Regions from separate parts of the Mus musculus genome. Here region 1 is linked to region 2. A link is a contact called in public Hi-C data. All regions are on one chromosome and are shown on one strand. The core of a region is the stretch at or near the end of the contact, and the rest is flanking DNA. Distances in the headings are between cores, read along the strand shown.

Region 1 (5,978 bases), core at 3,185-5,684, 78 kb after region 2:
TCTGGTGTCAAAACTCCCTCCTTAATATGTTATCAAAAGCACTGGGCCAAAAAGCAGAGCACAAGCCCAGCTGAAGTTTAGGGGTCAATCTAAGTTGAAGATAGTACTTCACTTCTGATCCTGATAGCTCATTCTCTGAACGTTTGCTCCCAAGACTGTGATGGTCATGGTAGAACCATCAAGAGGTTATACATCCTTACTCCTGTGATGAAGAGGGTGTGAATCAGCTGGGATAGCTGGTGTTTGTCCTCTTTGACCTATAAGAGTTGCCAGCCGGTGTATCAGTCTGATATGGTACTGGCAGAGTCTCCTGGGATGCCTTCTTCAGGGCTGTACCAGCAGATTGATGAAGCTGGTAACAGAGGCACATGGTGGTTGGGGTAAGCCAAGGGTTACATTTGTATTTTCTTTGCTGGACTCTGGCTTTCAAGCAATGGGGCTTAGTACCTGGTAGCTGCCTGGAGCTGAAACCATTGTGCTTCCATGTCAGCTGCTTCTCGTGTGCTTGCGCATCTCTGTGAGCAAGACTGGTTTACACATACCAGAAATATTTTTTGCTTTTATTTTCCCACTCGGCAAGATGTTTCTTTCATCTTAGTTTTTATATATTTTTTCTGAAGCCAGTGGTTTCTGGTTGTTTCGTTTTCACATCTGTTAAGTTTGGGTTTGGGGTGGGGTTGTTTTGTTTTCCCTTTCATCTCCCCTCTCCTCACCCTGCCTTCCACATATATTTTTTATTCTCTTAAGACAGGGTTTCACCTTGTAGCACTGGGCAGCCTGGAACTCGCAGCGATCTGCCTGCCTCTGCCTCCAGACTATTGGGATTAAAAGGTCACACTGCCCTGTGCTCCTATTACTAATTCATGAATCAAGAGAGCAGGACTGTCATCCAGCATTTGGTAAACTAAGGTGGGAGGATCATGAATTCCTAACGTGCCTGCGCTGCATAGCAAGACTGCAAGACTAAAAGTAAAGAGATCAAGACAGAGGGAGGGGAGAAAAAGAGAGGGGGAAAGAAGGAAGGAATGAACGAAAGAAGAATGAACAATGTAAGACATTTCTTTGTTTGCCAGATGTGGCTGTTCTCATTAATCCTGTCCGAAGGAGCAGAGGCAGGAGGATTTCTGTGAGTTCAAGGCTACACTGATTTATACAGTGAGCTCTAGGACAGCCTGGGCTAGAGAGTGAGACCCTGTCTCATACAAACGACTACAGAACCCCTACTTCTTGAATTTTTGTTAAACAGAGAGTTTGTGATTACACTTTCAGATGGAATTTCTGACTGGCTCTTCCCTCCTTTTTTAAGTGGCAGAATTCTTAATGGGAATGTGGGCCTGATTCCTTCTTAAGAGTGCCGGGCACTCTTAAGCCGGGCAGTGGTGGTGCATGCCTTTAATCCTAGCACTTGGGAGGCAGAGGCAGGAAGATTTCTGAGTTCGAGGCCAGCCTAGTCTACAAAGTGAGTTCCAGGACAGCCAGGGTTACACAGACCAAACATCTCTATATCGTGCTACTGGGTGGTGGGGACTTGCTTAGAGCAAGTTAGGTCTTCCTCCTCCTCCTCCTCCTCCTCCTCTTCCTCCTCTTCCTCCTCCCCTCCTTCTGTCAGCATCCTGGTTGAAGGAGGTGAACAGTCTACTCAACCATTGGCCTTATTCTTATTCTTGGTCCCATGCCACCAGAGGCCCAAAGCAACACAGTCATGTGACCACTGACTGAATTTTTTTTAAAACCGTGAACCAAGTAAACTTTTCTTTTTAAAAGTTGATTGCCTTGCTAGGCATTGATGGCTCATGCCTTCATCCCAGCATTAAGGAGGCAGAAGCAGGCAGATCTCTTGTGAGTTTGAAGCCAGTCTGGTCTACAGAGCGAGTTCCAGGACAGCCAGAGCTACATAATGAGACTCTGTCTCAAAACAAAACAAAGCAAAACAACAAGAAAAAAAATGTTGATTACCTCAGGCATTTTGTCACAATGACTGTGACTAATATAGGGAGGAAAAGGGAAGGAGGGTGTCGTCACCTCTATTGAAGCTAAGAGCTGGGGGTGGGGTGTGGAGGAGGACAGTGACAGAGGCTCCTGGTCGGCAGAGATAGACAGATAAGCTATGGGGGAGATGAGGGCTGCCTCAGCAGTTCAGGATGCCAGCACTGGTCCTGGACTGGAGTGCTTATCTGCAGGGCAGAGCCTCACCCTGGGATCTGAGAATGTGCCATCAAACTGTTCAGGCAGATGGCAGAGCTCCAGGGCAACCTCATATTTCCTTGAAATGACCTACCCTGTAGTTAGCACTTCAGCCTGAGCCTCTGACCTCCCTTTAAAAGTCTGAGCTTCCAGAAGCTTCCTCGCCTTTTTTATGTTTCACGTCGAAGAAGACAAGTTGTCCCTATGTTACTCGGGTTGCGTGGAACGTGGGATCTTCCTGCTTCAGCCTGCTAAATGCAGAAATTGCCTGCATGTGCCACCAACCACATCCAGCCGAAACCTCCCCGCCTCCAACCCCTAGCCTAAAGGCTTCTTCAATCCCTGTGAAGAAAGCGAGTACTTCTTTAAAAGCCTTACATTAAACTTTATGTAGGAAAAAAAATGAACGCCTAGACACCAAGCGGGCATGGGTAGCGTTCTTAAATGCTCATCGCAGACCAGCTGTGAACCTTGGGCTAGCTAGCAACTGCTAGTTTCTAAATATGAAAATGGAGAAAGTTATGGGTTATTTTGGATTGTTGTGAGAATTACATAAAATAAAGTTCATAAACTCCAAGGCTGGATGGACCCTCAGTTAATGAAACCAACATGTGTGTTACAGTCTTTCTCATAGCAGCTCCAGAGAAACCGAATTAGAACCCACAACTCCTTTAGACCCAGTGCTAGTGGCTAGCATAGGAACACTTGGAGCACAGGCATGGAGTTTATACCTCAAGATAAGAAATTAAAAAACAAAAAAAACTTTTTAGGAAAATAGTGAAAGAAGTTGTTGCTTAGAGAGCAGTACAATCCTGTCGACATCAAGCTAGCTACATAGCTGGCTTTCGTTCCTGCGTGGCTACCACTGTGAGAGCTCTATCAGCACTTTCTCTTCCGTGCTGGCTCCTCTGTGGAGGCTGAAGGAGTTTTTGGAGGAATGGCTAACAGTCCTATAAGTGTCTCCGACTTGGGGAGTATTTAGTCTGATTTGAGCTTTTAGTTTGTTTTGTTTTGTTATGTTTTGTTTTGTTTTGTTTTGTTTTATTGAAGTGCTGGGGATTGAACCCAGAGATTCGTGAATACAGAGCGAAGCATGACACACCGTGCCACTTCACCAGCCGTAGTCTGTTTTCTGTTACTAACAAAAATGTCCTTATTTTATTATCTGTTTATCACTTGCTTGATACATTGCTCTGTGTTGATTATTCTTAAAAAACAAACAATCCAATGTACAGTAATATTCAGAAACAGCATAGGCCTAATAAGCTAGTAAAAGAAATCTTTAAATGGGCTGGGGATGTGGCTCAGTGGGTAAAGTTGAGTACGGAGCATGTGTGAAGCCCGTGGCTGGGGAAGTGGCTCAGTGGGTAAAGTGAGTACAGAGCATGCGTGAAGCCTGTGGCTGGAGCTGGGACTCAGTGGGTAGAGTGAGTACGGAGCATGCGTGAAGCCCGTATCTTATTCCCAGTACCACCTTGACCATATGGTGGTGTATGCCTGTCAGCCCAGCACTGGGGAGCTAGAAGCAGGAGGATCAAAACATCAAGTTCATCCTCATTAAAGAGCAAGTTTGAGTCCAGCCTAAGCAACATGAGGGCCCAATCAATAAATTAATTAACCAACTAAAGCAACTGTCCGTGTGCCACCTAAAACCGTCTTGTGTACCACCAGTGTCATAGCGAGGTGACCCACATGGACCCATACACTGATTCTGTGAGCCCCTCATTTTGTAGGTGGACATCACTGAGCACCAGGCAAGTGGAATTACTGGCCACAGAGTTCCCAATCCCATTAAAAAAAAAAAAAAAAAAAACTGTGGTGTTAAGTAATTTTGTAATTAGAACCATGTAGGCTGGGTGTATAGCTTAGCGTGCACAGGGGGCCCTTTGGTGCAATCGCAGCAAAACAAACAGAGCCTCTAGGTTTTTGAGTTGTACCAACTTTCCAGTTTTCCTTATGCCCCACAAGATTTGAGAGAATGAGCCACATAAGGGTTGGCCTTTATGACAAAGAGAACATGACCTGTTACATAGATTCTGAAAGTCCGTGGAGTTGGGCCAGAAGACAAAGGGCTGGTTCTGGTCATTTGTTTCAATTTTAATAACCGCAGGAACACAACCCAAAGTGGAAACACATTTACCTTTCTGTTTGTCCTGTTTCTTGAGTTTGTCAGGCTGGCCCGATTAAGGCCAACAGCACTGGCCTCCTCCTGACCCCGGAATGCCTTGTGTATTGAAACCTGAGTGTTAGTTCCTGTTTGTACTATTGTACCTTGTTAGAGAAGGCGTTTCTATTCTCCAGAGAGGGAACAATAAGCTACTGTATGTTTGCTCTCTAGAGTTCATTTCTTCATGTTTTCATTAGTTTTATTCATAAGATTCTATTAGAGTCGATTGTTAAACAGCTGGAAACGTCCCCAACAAAGGACAAAAAGGTTCTTCAATAAAACAAGAACAGCCCATCCCCTGCCCAGACTTGAAGGACCATAAATTAGTGTAATAAACTACAGAGTATAAGTAAGAAGCTTTTCTTCTTAGTCTTCTAGGGACCTGGAGCTTGGGACTCTGTGTCTGAAACTAGGTCAGCAACCTAGTTTAAAAAAAAAAATCTTACTAAACACGAGTTGGAGTTTGCTGCTTTGAGAAATTATAGTTCTGTCTAGTTAAATTTTAACCCCACATGCTCATTTTGCTGGATTCAGGTTATCTTGCACAACTTAGAACAAAAGAATTTTTTTTGTAAAGTTGTTAATCATAGCCTCTATTAAAATATTCCCCTTTAACATTTTCTGGAGATCATGGTAAAAAGAGCACTTTCCGGTTTGTCCTGCAGATTTCATCTGATACGGGTCTACTGGGGCATCATGTTTCTTTAATCCTCTGACACCTTAAGAACCTTTCCCTTTCAAGGTTGAATCCAAGAAGGTACCTGACTGTAAGTCCACTTTGCTCCCTTACTACTGAGAACACATGAGGCCCAAAGGACAAAACTTCAGAATGTGCCTGGCCACGTGATCTGAAGCCAAGGACACAAAAGCAACCTCATTGCTTAATATTTATTAAGAATTAAGTTTTCAGAGGGAGCGAGCGAGTCACCAACAAAGACAGAAGCACAATCAGACCTCCATCACAGCAGAGACTTGGCCCATACGTTGGAACAAGCCTTAGTCTTTGTGTGAATTGTACAGTTTTAAATAAAGCACCACGGAGCTAGTCATTCTGGAGGAGGAGAAAAGAGTCTTTTGGAAAAACTTTGGATGTATTGAAAACACATGCCAAACCCTTCCCTGGGTTTTGCAAAGGGTTCAGGCTGTGGCGTGTATGAGCTTTGCACTGTTTTTAAATCCTAGTTTATAAGTCTGAAAACAGGTTAAGGAGGTAGGAACAGGAATTTTGGGGAAAATAATTGTTTTCCAGTACAGTGGGTAGCAGGCAGCTGGTGGTCATCCACCTGGCCCCACCCACCCCTTCAGGATGTTTGCCCAGTTACTCCCCTAACACAGCTAGCAGCGTTGGCTCATCTTTGAATTCTTTAAACAAGCAGCCAGCCATCTCTCCAAGGCACTGGACAAGTATTCCCAGAACAGGAATAAGTCCGTCTATTACCAGTGAATACCTCATTTGTTCCATAAGCATCAAGACAATTTCCTAACTGTTTATTCGCTGCTGGCTCTCAGAAACTGAAAACTCACAGACCAATAGCCATCCCTTTCGTAACCCTTAAATTAGGTCTGAAACAATAGAAGGCAGGAGAAGTTTTCTCTCCTCCTGTAGACGTGTGGAGGAACTTTTTAA
Region 2 (6,389 bases), core at 1,804-4,303:
GATGTGATCTTTGTGAGGAGAGAAATGAGTGAATTTGGGGGATTTCTGATTAAAGAACAGTTTGCTCGGTATGTGGAAAGAGCAGGAAGGAATTGGAGAATGACTATAGTTTGGGGGTCACCAAGTCACCTGTTGGGGTAACAAAGATGACTGGACAGCAGAGAAGTTGAGCTGTGACGGCAATGGGACTCTTGTGTTAGAGCGCACAGATCGAAGTTTGAGAGCACAACGGATACCCGTGAAAACACGTTACCTGTTCACCCATTGCAGATGCTTACAGATGCAGTCATATAGCACCATAGGCCCTGAGGCCACAGCCCTGCAAGTAAAGACTAGTGGTCAGGTTTTCCTTTGGGGTCTCTGTCTCTGCATTTATTCTAGAATCCTGACATATTAGCTAATAGTTCACCACACTGCATCTCTCTGTGTCACGGACTGACACGGTCCTACCCAGGGCAGCCTCAGCTCTGACCCTTAAGCCCACTCTTAGCAATTACGGCCATGTTACCTCTTGGGGGTTTGTATATGTTACAGTTCATTATGAATTTGAAAAATATTCTATCTTACTTAAATGAGATTCCAGATAATAACAAGAAGGCAAAAGAAAGAAAAAGAATGCCCTGGTTATAGGACAAAGGACATTATGGAGAAATCTTTTCCACATATCTTAACCTTTCCCTCCTAATGAGACAGTGCATAGGTCAATACAGGTCATCTGCAAACTGTGTTTACATTATGACTTGTATGTCAGTACTTTTATATCCTTGATTCCCACTCTGAAATTACTGCCATCCCTGTGGAAAACGACCCTGACGGGTTACAAAGATTAAAAGATTAAAAATCTTTTTTCTTAAATATAGAGAGGTTGGTTCTTGAACTAAGCCGCCTGTGAGACAAAAAGGCCATATCTGTTTGGAGCTCTATGTGAACTTGTCATTTTGCAAGTGAATATCCGAATTCCTCTGTGGGCCTGGAACCATCTGGCTTTGACGGGATGCCTGCCAGGGCTTCATCCCGCTCTCTGGAAGCTGTGCTGGAGTCCTGGGCCACCCAGTCTCAGCTCTTGACCCATCTCTCTAGTGACTTCCACAGACGTATGGTAGCGAAAGTAGAATGAATTCACAGGGAACGCTCCTGTGTTCTTTACCTCTCACATACACAGCCCATCATCAGGGCCTCCCCATGAGTGGGACGTTTGTTACAATCACCTGATAGGTCAGCATCAAGCAACCTTCCTCTGTGGCATCAGCCCCTGAGACGCCCCCCACACCCCATATGTGTACACAATGCTCCAGAAGGCAGGGATGTGACTAAGGAGTGAGTTGAATGAGTGCTGCACTCGCCTGCCCTCCTGATAAGGAGGAACCATTTGTAGCATCAGCATCCCGTACTTCTGGGCTTCTGGGGACTGGCAGCTCCACCATCCCTCCCTTCAGAGCTTCCCCTGGAATCCATCCCAGCCCCTGATTTTCACTTTCCAGTTCTCACTTTCCTATCCTTTTCTGCCTGACTCCTGTTCTCCCCCTCGGCTCCTCCCTCCCGCCTCCCTCCTTCCTTCTCTCTATTCCCTCCCTCCCTCCCTCCCTCTCCTATTTCCCTCACCTCTGCTTCTTTCTTTAACTCTGGATCATACTATGTAGCCCAGGCTGGCCTTGAACTCATAATCTTCTTGAGTATTGGGACAATAGCAGCATTGACACAGATTGACACTTTAATGTATATGATAATATATATTATTTATTAATCACATAATAACACAATTTTATTTACATTTATTTAAATTAGCACAATTTAATATTTATAACTGATCATAAATTAATTGGTATTATATAATTATATATAATAATTGATAAAGTGATTACTAAATTATATTAATTAATATAAGATTGTAATATAATACACTATATATTAATATATCAAATTATGATATAATATATAACATGTCATATATAATATAGTATGATATGTAATGTGTGACATGTGACATGTAACATGTAACATATAATCTATATTTAGGGTATATTAATTGCACAAAATTTACCTCAGAGTAGACATTTTTCTTGAAATGTACATGCTCAGCCCCCAAATAGGATGTTAGTAAGGACCAGGTCTGTACAAACTACTACAAGCCCTTTGCAGTGAGGTTGTCATGTTTACGAAACAATGACAGGAAAGGACAAGAAAAGAGTTTAGGGGAGAAGAGTTCCATATTCTTATTTTCCACCTTAGTGGCCTTTCTCTGCAATCCCCTGTTCTGTGACTTGTGGTGCACAAAAGCTGCTATAGTGGACTCAGCACAGGACAAGCAGAGGTAGCCCAGAGCTGAACAGATCCATTCGGTGGGCTTATAATCAACTGTTCCAAGTCTCTAGACAATGAAGTCCTTTGTCAAACCCCACCCACACGGCACCTCCCAAATGCACTAGATAGCATACAGTCCAGACATCGTCCACCTGGCCCAGGCTAGCCTGCTGCTTCCTTTCTCCTGACTCATGTCTAGTCAGACACTCAGAGCTTCTGTCTGCACCGTGGACCACATGAGCACAGACAGGGAGGCACAGACGTAGCCACGCTCCCGTTTGCTGCTGCTCATCACCATCCAGAGGTGGAGAGTTTACACTGTGTGACCGTGCAGAGAAAGGTCGAGGCATTAAAGTGTCAGTGACTGCCCCCAGTGTTCCCTATCTAGTCCCCACCACCCCAAACAAGAGTGAACTAGATTTGCAGTACCACAAGGGATAGAACGTAATAGTTTGTGTTCTCCAGCCAGAAGGACACTGTTAAAGACTGTGTGTGTGTGTGTGTGTGTGTGTGTGTCCCAGAGTGTGTCTCCACAGCAGGCATGATCTCTGTATCTTGGGCCGATTCCGAGCCTCATTTCTCTAACTCCACCCAGGCCAGGCCTCTGTCGGGAAGAAGGGACTTTGTATAGATGAGAAAGAAAGCTTGATCTAATTGTTATGTGATGTCGTGCCAAATCCAACTCCACACTCTCTGAAACTGAGTCAGAGTGTCGTGACCCCAGAAGGGTTGAGTGGTGGCATACCGCCATGTTCAGAGATGGCTGCATTAGCTGTGGCCATAACTCAGGATTGTTGCAAGATAGATGGGGTCGGGAGGACAGGGTGACTGTCCAGTCTGGACAAACAGTCACTGCCATGAGGTTGAGGGATTTGAGCTGAATCTGTCCCCATTCTGCTGGCAGTGAGCCCGTTGGGTGCTTTCTTGAGGAAAATACAGCCGTGCTTTGTTTAGTTTTACAGTTTGTCCTCCTGTTCCTGTATATGCTTGTGGAAAGGTGTTCCATGTTCTTCCCGTGTTTATATAACACTCCTAGACAAATTACTCTTTAATGTCACTGTCAGAAATAAGTTGCTAAGACTGCACGTGCGCACATCGAGGCAAGCGGGAAGGTTGAAAGCGGAGCTGCCTGCGTGTTTGTTGTGGCTCCGTGGCAGTGCGCCAAGGTATTTTAACAGGGAACTCCAGGATTTGCTAGAGTTAAAAATGCATGGCTTATTTGATCATTTTCCAGAGATGATGAATAGCCAGAGACAGCTAACTAAATAAAGCAATGAGCCTGTGACGGAGAACGCCCTGGCTTACTGTGCTGGGACTCGGGGGAGGAGGCCGCTGACTCACCGCAGGTCTTGTGGATGGATAGATACCACTCCACACAAAACTCCGGAGAGGCAGCTGCTCTCTGGGAACTGCTCGATAGCCCATCAAAGCAGAAGCAGTTTGTGACATGCTGGGACCAAGTCACGTGGCTATGGCATTCCAGAGATCACGCTTTTAGGGAACTGAAGTAAACAATGCAGCTAAACAAAAGGCGTCTCCCTAGAAATGTGAGCTGTGCTTCTGAAGACGATTTCTTAAAGCCTTTACATCTCTGAGACAATGCTGTAGGTAACTCACAAACATTTGTCAGAGCTCAGGCTGCCTAGTACAAATCACCAAGAGGCATGCATGCATGCATGCGGGTGCCAGGCCTGTAGCATGGGGTTTTACCTGTCTTTTTCTCTGTGTTTTCATTTGAGTGTGTGGTGCTGGGGACTGAGGCCAGAGCCTCTCTCACCCCAGCCCCTCATTCATTCTTTTACAACAACCCTATCAGCTTAGAATTGTTAGGTGTGCTTTGCAGATGACATCAGATGAGGATATTAAAGCTAGGAAAGGTTACCTTGCCCCTTGTCATAAAACAAAGACATAACGGCCCCGATTCAGGCTTCGGGCAGATCGTATGTGCTTCTGATGTTAAGAATCTACTTGTTTGTGGATCCCAACCTTGTAACTATCATAAAAGCCCCTATAAATTAGCAACTGCCCAGTGCTAGCACCCACAACAACAAGATGCAAGGCACAATCATTTGAAAGGTCCAAGTGTTTATTTACTGGACCTGAGGAGAAGGTACAGCCTGTCAAAGTGCTTGCCTTTGAGCATGGGAACCTGAGTTCAGATCCTAGCACATAGCACAGAAAAGCTGGGTGTGATCCTACGCTTGACTTTAACCCTAGCACTGTCCCAAGCCAGAGCCAGAGACGTGTTATGTGTTCTGCTAGCGCACAGCCTAGCTCCAAGCTCAGGGAGAGACACTGTCTCAGGAGAGCAAGACCGAGAGTGAGGAAAGAGCAGGACGCTTGACACCCTCTTCCAGCTTACACATTCAAAACACCAACACACATGCACATGCATAAACACACATGCACATAAATGCATGCACGCACACGCACACATACGCACAAAGCTACCTTCTAATTAATTAATTAGTTGATGCTAGGGATTGAACTCTGAGACTCTCGCATACTAAGCACATGTTTGACCAGTGAGATAATCCTGGTAAATGTAAAAGATTTAAAGGAATGGAAACGGTAGTGTGCATGCGGCTAAGTCAAAGACAAGACTGTGAAGTTATCATTTCAAATTCACCCCCATCACTTCCAAGTCCCAATGATCGGATGATCGTTCCTCTTGGAAAAGTTTCTGTACAGGCAGCCTGGATGACCTAAGCCGAGAGAGCATCTGTGACCTGAGGCAGGGGCAAGGAGGCTTAGAGGGAGCACATTAGAGATTTGACATTGCACCACTGCAACCATGTAAGAACTGTTAATGAGAGGTGGGCGTGAGAGCTAGAACCTGTCATCAGCACTCGGGAGGTTGAAGCAGGAGGATCACTCTAAGTTACAGGGAGACCCTGCTTGAAAAGGAAGCAAAACAAGATAAAATCCTGGTGTGTGGGCTACACACCTACTATCCTAACACTTGAGAGGCAAATGTAGGAGGATCACACAAATTCAAGGGCAGCCTGGTCTACAGAGTAAGTTCTAGAGCAGCCTGGGCTACTGCTGTGCAACACTATCATTAGGATGTGTGAACAGCATTTACCTCTTCCAGACAGAGAACCGATGACAGGTGAAAGTGAGCGTACCCCAAAAGTCCAGCCTGGTGAACCCAAGGGTTTTATTCAGGTTATCTTAAGGAGCAGAAATGACTGAAAGCAACTGCATCACCAAAGCCCAGCCCTGCATGGGGACAGCTCACAAAGCTGGGAACCTAGAGCTCACCGCACAGCTGCAGGCAGCACGGGTTGGAGAGTGTCCCTTGTGGGAAGTGTGGGGTGGTGGTCTGAGGGCTTTTCAATGCCCTTCTACTGGTACTTGCCTGAGGAAGGAGAGGCCTAGTGACTCTGGTCTGTTTTGGGAACTTCCTGAAGGCTTTGTTAATTTCCTTTCTTGAAGGAAAGTGTCCTTGTAGGATGGAATGCTTCACCTCCCCTTAGAGCAATCTGCTGGCTCCCCTCCCCCTTTAAAGTCTTGGACCTCAACTGCCTTTTCTCTAAGATGGGAGGATTTAATCTCAGAAGGAACTGCTACACTCTTACACGCGTTCGCGACCGGCCAGGAAAGACTCAGCAAACCAGAATCTTCTGCGGCAAAACTTTATTGCTTACATCTTCAGGAGCAAGAGTGCAAGAGAGCAAGAGCTCTATTGCTTACATCTTTAGGAGCCAGAGCGCAAGAGCGCAAGCAAGAGAGAGCCAGAGCAAGAGTGCAAGAGAGCGAATGGCGAAACCCCGTCCCTTTTTAAGGAGAATTATTCTCCGCCTAGGACGTATTACTCCCTGATTGGCTGCAGCTCATCGGCCGAGTTGTCGTCACGGGGAAGGCAGGGCACATGGGGTGGAAAACTACCCTTGGCACATGCGCAGATTATTTGTTTACCACTTAGAACACAGGATTTCAGCGCCATCTTGCAACGGCGAATGTGAGGGCGGCTCCCCACACTACACAACAGCCACAGAGTGAGTCCCTGTCTCAAAAACAAAACAAAACAAAAATAAAATCAAAGAATAAAACAACAACAAAAACAACAAAAAAATAGAACAAAA

The links. A called contact is a pair of places that touch in the nucleus more often than the background predicts.
Region 1: a Hi-C map of uterus shows a contact between it and region 2, with 2.0 times the contacts expected there. The contact joins two enhancer-like sites. A contact is called at or near these places in 1 of 15 datasets of contacts at CTCF or cohesin (the G1E-ER4 cell line), 2 of 484 Hi-C or Micro-C datasets (nephron progenitors and uterus), 4 of 115 datasets of contacts at active chromatin or transcription factors (CD8 T cells, memory CD8 T cells, microglia and 1 more) and 2 of 9 other capture datasets (adipose tissue and embryonic stem cells).

What each region holds. Positions count from the first base shown.
Region 1 is chr3:84,770,082-84,776,059 of GRCm38.p6, forward strand. The region is part of intron 2 of Gm40079 (a long non-coding RNA gene); the gene reads left to right. Among named protein-coding and RNA genes, the nearest start is that of Gm40079, 28 kb to the left of the region's middle. Within about 2 kb of position 4,435, at least 29 of the 459 cell types and tissues checked have an H3K27ac peak or open chromatin away from gene starts, as enhancers often do. A contact at or near this core is called in uterus, where this site is marked.
Region 2 is chr3:84,693,083-84,699,471 of GRCm38.p6, forward strand. All of the region lies in intron 6 of Tmem154 (transmembrane protein 154), which reads left to right. Among named protein-coding and RNA genes, the nearest start is that of Tmem154, 30 kb to the left of the region's middle. Within about 2 kb of position 3,054, at least 106 of the 459 cell types and tissues checked have an H3K27ac peak or open chromatin away from gene starts, as enhancers often do. A contact at or near this core is called in uterus, where this site is marked.